2 separate regions of the Oryctolagus cuniculus genome follow, and region 1 is linked to region 2. The links are chromatin contacts, called in public Hi-C maps. All regions are on one chromosome and are shown on one strand. The core of a region is the stretch at or near the end of the contact, and the rest is flanking DNA. Distances in the headings are between cores, read along the strand shown.

What was found. Hi-C and Micro-C count contacts between places; a contact is called where the count stands out from the background.
Region 1: a contact with region 2 is called in a Hi-C map of an unstated tissue, with 1.8 times the contacts expected there. The contact joins the enhancer-like site here to the promoter of LOC103350545 in region 2. A contact is called at or near these places in 3 of 6 Hi-C or Micro-C datasets (embryonic fibroblasts, skin fibroblasts and an unstated tissue).

The regions. Positions count from the first base shown.
Region 1 is chr4:76,640,717-76,643,416 of mOryCun1.1, reverse strand. The region is part of intron 9 of GPR156 (G protein-coupled receptor 156); the gene reads left to right. Among named protein-coding and RNA genes, the nearest start is that of GSK3B, 91 kb to the right of the region's middle. Within about 2 kb of position 1,331, at least 3 of the 8 cell types and tissues checked have an H3K27ac peak or open chromatin away from gene starts, as enhancers often do.
Region 2 is chr4:76,549,807-76,552,506 of mOryCun1.1, reverse strand. LOC103350545 (transcription factor SOX-4) reads right to left here and starts at 1,325. Exons shown (of 3, transcript XM_070072191.1): 1 at 115-1,325. The coding sequence starts at 1,325. The coding sequence ends at 342. It overlaps GSK3B (glycogen synthase kinase 3 beta), which reads left to right and starts at 1,536. Exons shown (of 11, transcript XM_002716661.5): 1 at 1,536-1,825. The coding sequence starts at 1,738.

The DNA of each region.
Region 1 (2,700 bases), core at 82-2,581, 91 kb before region 2:
GAGAATAAACACACACACACACACACATAAAATATAGCTTTTCCCATGGAGGAATATAAATTCATGGGGAAAAGACCTGTGAAGAGAGTCTGAGGTCCACAAAAAGAGGACCACAAGTGTCTGAATATTGGCAGAAATCTCCTTCCTCTGAAATATACATTTTTAGAAGGCATCTGGTTTGTCTTATCAGTAAGATTCAAAGGATGTTGCCTCTCTTCAATGACAACAAGCACCGTACAAAGGACAAAATCTTAGATAATGTAATATTGAATAAGAATGAAAGATATGGTACTAAATTTAAACCCTCAACAGAAGCTTTGAATAGGCAATGGGTCACTACAACAATATCCAGCTACTAAGTAATTCAAGGAAACAAAGCAAGACTAGCAGAGATGAGAGACTAAGTAAGAAATATAGAGAGCAGATCTATAAATAGAATTTAGAGTGAAAGGAGTCTCTGAAAGAGAACACTGTCACTGGGACAGAAGCAACCATCAAGGAACTATTAGAAGAAAGCCTCCTTGATCTGAAACACGATTGCCGTCTGGGAGTGGAGTAAACCAGCAACTACGGGCACAGCCTTGCTCATGCTCCTCTCTCTACCCTCTCCTCTCCCCACTGCCCGCTTGTCCCCGAGGCCTCGCCTCCTGACATCCGTTTCCTCTGGGTCTGAATCTCAGCCCTAGGACAATAGGGCTTTCTTGGTGTACTCCCACAGCACACAGACACAAAAATGCAGGGCCAAGTGTGGCTTGAACTCTGACTTCCAGGTCTGAATTAAGCACCAACAAGCTGTTGATTTGGGGTGGGGGAGGGGGTACAGGACCTGGAGAATACACAGAGCTCGCCTTTCTCACTCCCTCTCTCTGCCTGGCTTCTACTTTTCCTCCATGGCTTGCTTTCTCTTACTCCACCCTTTCTCTGTCCATTCTCATAATTCTTTTCCTTTTGAGTTGAGCTTGATGTAAAACTAAAAAACACATCTTACAGTCTGCTGTATGTTGGTGTAGGATGCAAGTTCCTTTTCAATATGTGAACGTGTCACTGTGGTTTGTCCCTTTATTGATTTGCCCCTCTGGCTCGGAGGACTTTGATATAGAAGAGCAGTTCTCCCTGTGAGCCTTGCACTGTGTATTCCCAAAAAAGTAGGACACTGGGTAAATTTGGAAACACGTGCAAGGAGAGCTATGTGGAGGGCTGGGGCGGTGGTTTGCAGTGAGGCGGACTCCTTGCCCCAGAGCCCTCAGACTGCACTGTGATGGGAGGGGTTTGTAAAAGCAAAGGCATGGATACCCCCCAGGACAGCTAGGCGGTGCTAGAGAGCTGGGTGAAATGGATGACAATGCAGCAAGTGGACCACTCAGGAAATGCCTAAGTGTTTATGCCAAGCGCTGAGGTCATCCCAGCAATCAGGCCGCCTCTGCTCTTTAAACCTGAGTGTGACCCATACCTCCACCCGCCACTCCCTCTCAGAGGCAGCAGGGTCCTGAGGCAGGCTGTTGCTTTCTCCTCTAACCCCTAAAGTGTTTTCACTGGCTCCTCCATGAACTCAGGGCTTTTCACCTTGCCTAATGGCAATGGATGTGCCAGCACCCCTACCAGACCAGTGAGCTTTTTAAAGCTCATTTGTTCATTTGCCCTTCCACCCATCCATTAATTGCTGGCTATGTGCAGCTAAACCCATGGCCCCACCTCTAAGTCACAATACACGTGTTCAGTGCTACACAAGGCCAAGAAGAGTGCAGCCAGACTCCCTGGGAACTGGGGTGTTTGAGGTCAGCCTGGAAGGGCTAACGAGAGTTCAGTGAGCACGTGGAGGGAGGACAGCGGGTGGAAGAGCAGGTGGGACAGCACCGCAACCAGCAGCAGAGAGGGCTGGGGGCGGCCTGTTATGAATGCGTGCTTGGAGACCACAAGTCTGCTGAGCTTGAAGCACAGAGGGAAATAAGGGGGGATTGGCAGAAGAGGAGGGGGCTCCTGCAGTGAGCCTCCTGTCCGTGTGCCCCGCTAAGGACTTCATATTTAGTCTATGGCATCAGTGTCCCATGGCTGCCGCCCAGACTCGGGGGCTTAGCACAGCACGTATCTATCGTCTTTCAGTTCTGGAGGTCAGAGTCTGGAATGGACAAAGGCCTGCCCCCCTTCAGAAGACGCTAGGGGAAAGCCCGGTCCTTGTCTCTCCCAGCTTCTGGAGAACTCCTGCGTCTGTCGGCTCACTGCCCCCTCCTCCACCTTCTGAGCCAGCCAAGTGGCATGTTCACATCTCTCTCTCTCTCTCTCTCTCTCTCTCTCTCTCTCTGGGGCCTGTTCCCATTGTCACACCTCCTCCGACTCTGACCCTCCTGCCTCCCTCTTCTAAGCACTACTCTGGCTAATCCAGAGTAGCCGCCCCATCTCACCACCCTTAACTTAATCCTGCTTACACCATTCCTTTGACTGTGTGAGATAATGCATTCCCAGAGCCCCAGAATCAGGAGGTGAGCGAGCATCTTTCAGGCCATTACTCATCCTATCTCGCCCACAGAGCTCACAGGCTGTGAAAACAAGAACCTGCCGGTCCCTCTAGAGAGGCCCTGGACATGGTACAGGAGGGTCATGTAGGTCTGTATCCCAGAAACACTGAAGGGTCCAGTCTCAGGAGCCAGGATCTTCCCCCAGCTAGGAATTAAGGGAGGCTGGGGATGAGGGGCAAATTCAGTC
Region 2 (2,700 bases), core at 76-2,575:
GCTAAGGGTTTCGGCCTCCCTCCCTTTCTCTTTCGCCACCCCTCCCGGCTCCAAAGCTTCCGGCCAATGAGACGGCACCTTATAGACATCCTCCCTCCGCTTTCCTCGCCCCACCTTGGCGAGGGGGGAGGTCTTCTGACTGGCCACATGTCCTCGGAAGCCCCCTGCCCTTCGCCAATCATCGAGGGAGGTTCACTCCCAGCGGAGTTTTCCAGCCAATTACGAAGCAGCCCCAACTCGCAGCCCTGCAGCTTCACCAGCGACTCTGGGTTTCACCGTCCTTAACTCTTTAATGCTTATTCGCGAGGGCGACGACTGTGATTGGCCCCTGTTGCCCTCGTCTAATTTGTCCTCCAGCCAGCCACAGAACAAGCCGAATCCACCTTCTTTCCGTTCGGATGCCTTCGGCATTTTCCGCTCTCTAGGCGAGGCTTCCCGGGGGCCCATTCTAATTGGCTCTTCAGGCCGATCGGCTTTTTCCGGGAGGAGCCGTAAAGAAACGACGCCCGTGATTGGCTTCGCTGGGGGTTCGGCTCCGCCGCCGAAGAGGGCGGGCGTTGGGCTCGGCCGGCGATTCCCAGACGCCTGTTACGCGGGCGGCGGGGCGCGGGGCGGTATAAGGCTGGGTGGGGGAGGAAGGAGGCGGAGGACGAGTAGGAGGCGGGGAGAGGGAGGGGGAGGGGGGAAGGCGCTAGGCGGCTGCGCAGACGGAGCTCCTCACACAGAGCAGCCCCCGACCCGGGCGAATGCGGGTTTGTGCTGCCGCTGCCGCTGCCGCCGCCGCCGCCCGGGCCGAGTGACAAAGGAAGGAAGGAAGCGAGGAGGAGCCGGCCCCGCAGCCGCTGACAGGGCTCCGGACTGGGGGCACAGCACGGACACTTCCTCAGCGGACACGGAGCTGAGGCGCGGGGCGTGAGGGCGGCCGCGCTGGTGCTTTGGACGGGGGAGGGGGCCCCGAGGGAGACGGAAGCGGTTGCCGGGTTCCCATGTCCCCGGCGTATGGGGAGCAGTCGAGGAGCCGCTGCCTGGGGTCTGAAGGGAGCTGCCTCCGCCACCGCCGCCGCCATGGCCGCTGGATCCAGCCGCCGCCTGCAGCTGCTCCTGGCGCAATGAGGAGAGGAGCCGCCGCCGCCGCCCGCCTCTGACTGACTCGCGACGCCGCCGCCCTCCAGGACGCCGGGCCCCCGCCGGATCCCGCCGCTGCCGGAGCCGCAGCGTTTCCCGTCGCATCTCCGAGCCGCCCCCTCCCTCTCCCTCCCTCCTTCCCATCCCCCCTTCTCTTCAAGCGTGAGACTCGTGATCCTTCCGCCGCTTCCCTTCTTCATTGACTCGGAAAAAAATCCCCGAGGAAAATATAAAATCCAAAGTACTTATTTTCAATCAAGTATTTGTCCCCATTTCACGTGATTTTTTTTAAGGAGTCCCCCCTCCCAGGAAAGGGAGGGGAAAGAATTGTGTTTTTTTTTTCCCCTCCCCCAGCCCCAAATCATCTATATGTTAAATATCCGTACGGATCCGTCTTGAAGGAGAATACATCGCTCGTGTTTTTTTTTTTTTTTTTTTTTTTTTTAATATAGCTATACAAAAGAAGTGAAAAGCCAAGAGGACGAAGTCTTTTTTTTTCCTTTCTTGTGGGAGAACTTAATGCTGCATTTATCATTAACCTAACACCCCAATATAAAACAAAAGGAAGAAAAGGAGGAAGGAAGGAAAAGGTGATTCGGGAAGAGAGTGATCATGTCAGGGCGGCCCAGAACCACCTCCTTTGCGGAGAGCTGCAAGCCAGTGCAGCAGCCTTCAGCTTTTGGCAGCATGAAAGTTAGCAGTGAGTATTGATTTTATTTTACACCCCTTCTCCGTCTCACCCCTAAAATAAGCAACCTCGAAGTCCTAGAACCTTAACATACTAGACCTGATGGAACACTCACCAGAGCTAATGGAAAAGAGCAAGACCTGTCTTCAGTCGAGGATGAGGCAGCTCCCTCTTTTCTCCTCCCATAACCCCCTCCCTCGGTCTCATTAACCTTGAGTTCAGAGAGTACGATTTTTATTTCGATGATTCGATTTGAAACGTTTCTTGTGCTTTCCTTGCTACTGATGGTCGCCTTTATCCAGTGCTTGGGTGTTTCCACTTGGAAATTGTGATGGAAGCGTTTGCTTGCCGACCCTTTTGAATAAAGAGGACTAAACGACTCATAAACCATTATGTGCATTTGCAGAGTGTTTGTCTTTTGGAACGAGGGAGGAAATTCTGGTTAGCTCAAGTCTCGGGTTATCACAGCTTTGTGTACTTCATGGAGACATGAAATGTCCCAGTCTCCTAACGTTTCTCTTCGTGCTGGTGTAACTATACAAAGTATTTGTTCTTAACCTGGGGATGAACTTGCTCAGTAACCAGCATTCATGTGTGGAGGTGATCATCGCTCCCTCCCTTTACAAGGGGCTGATGGGAACAGATAAATATCCAGCAGCAGTAGCATCTCCAAATACATTGTCTTGAATTGGATAAGTGGTTTAATCTGTTATCTCTTAACCTTCCTGTTTTGGCATTACCAATCTGCCACCATATAATTTGTTTAATCAAAAGGTAACTTGGAAGGAGGTCCAAGTTTTGATTGAGGCGTATGTTGTCATAATGCCAGATACTAAGTTAAATGTTAATTGTCACTGACTCATTGTCATTTAAGTTCAATTTTGACG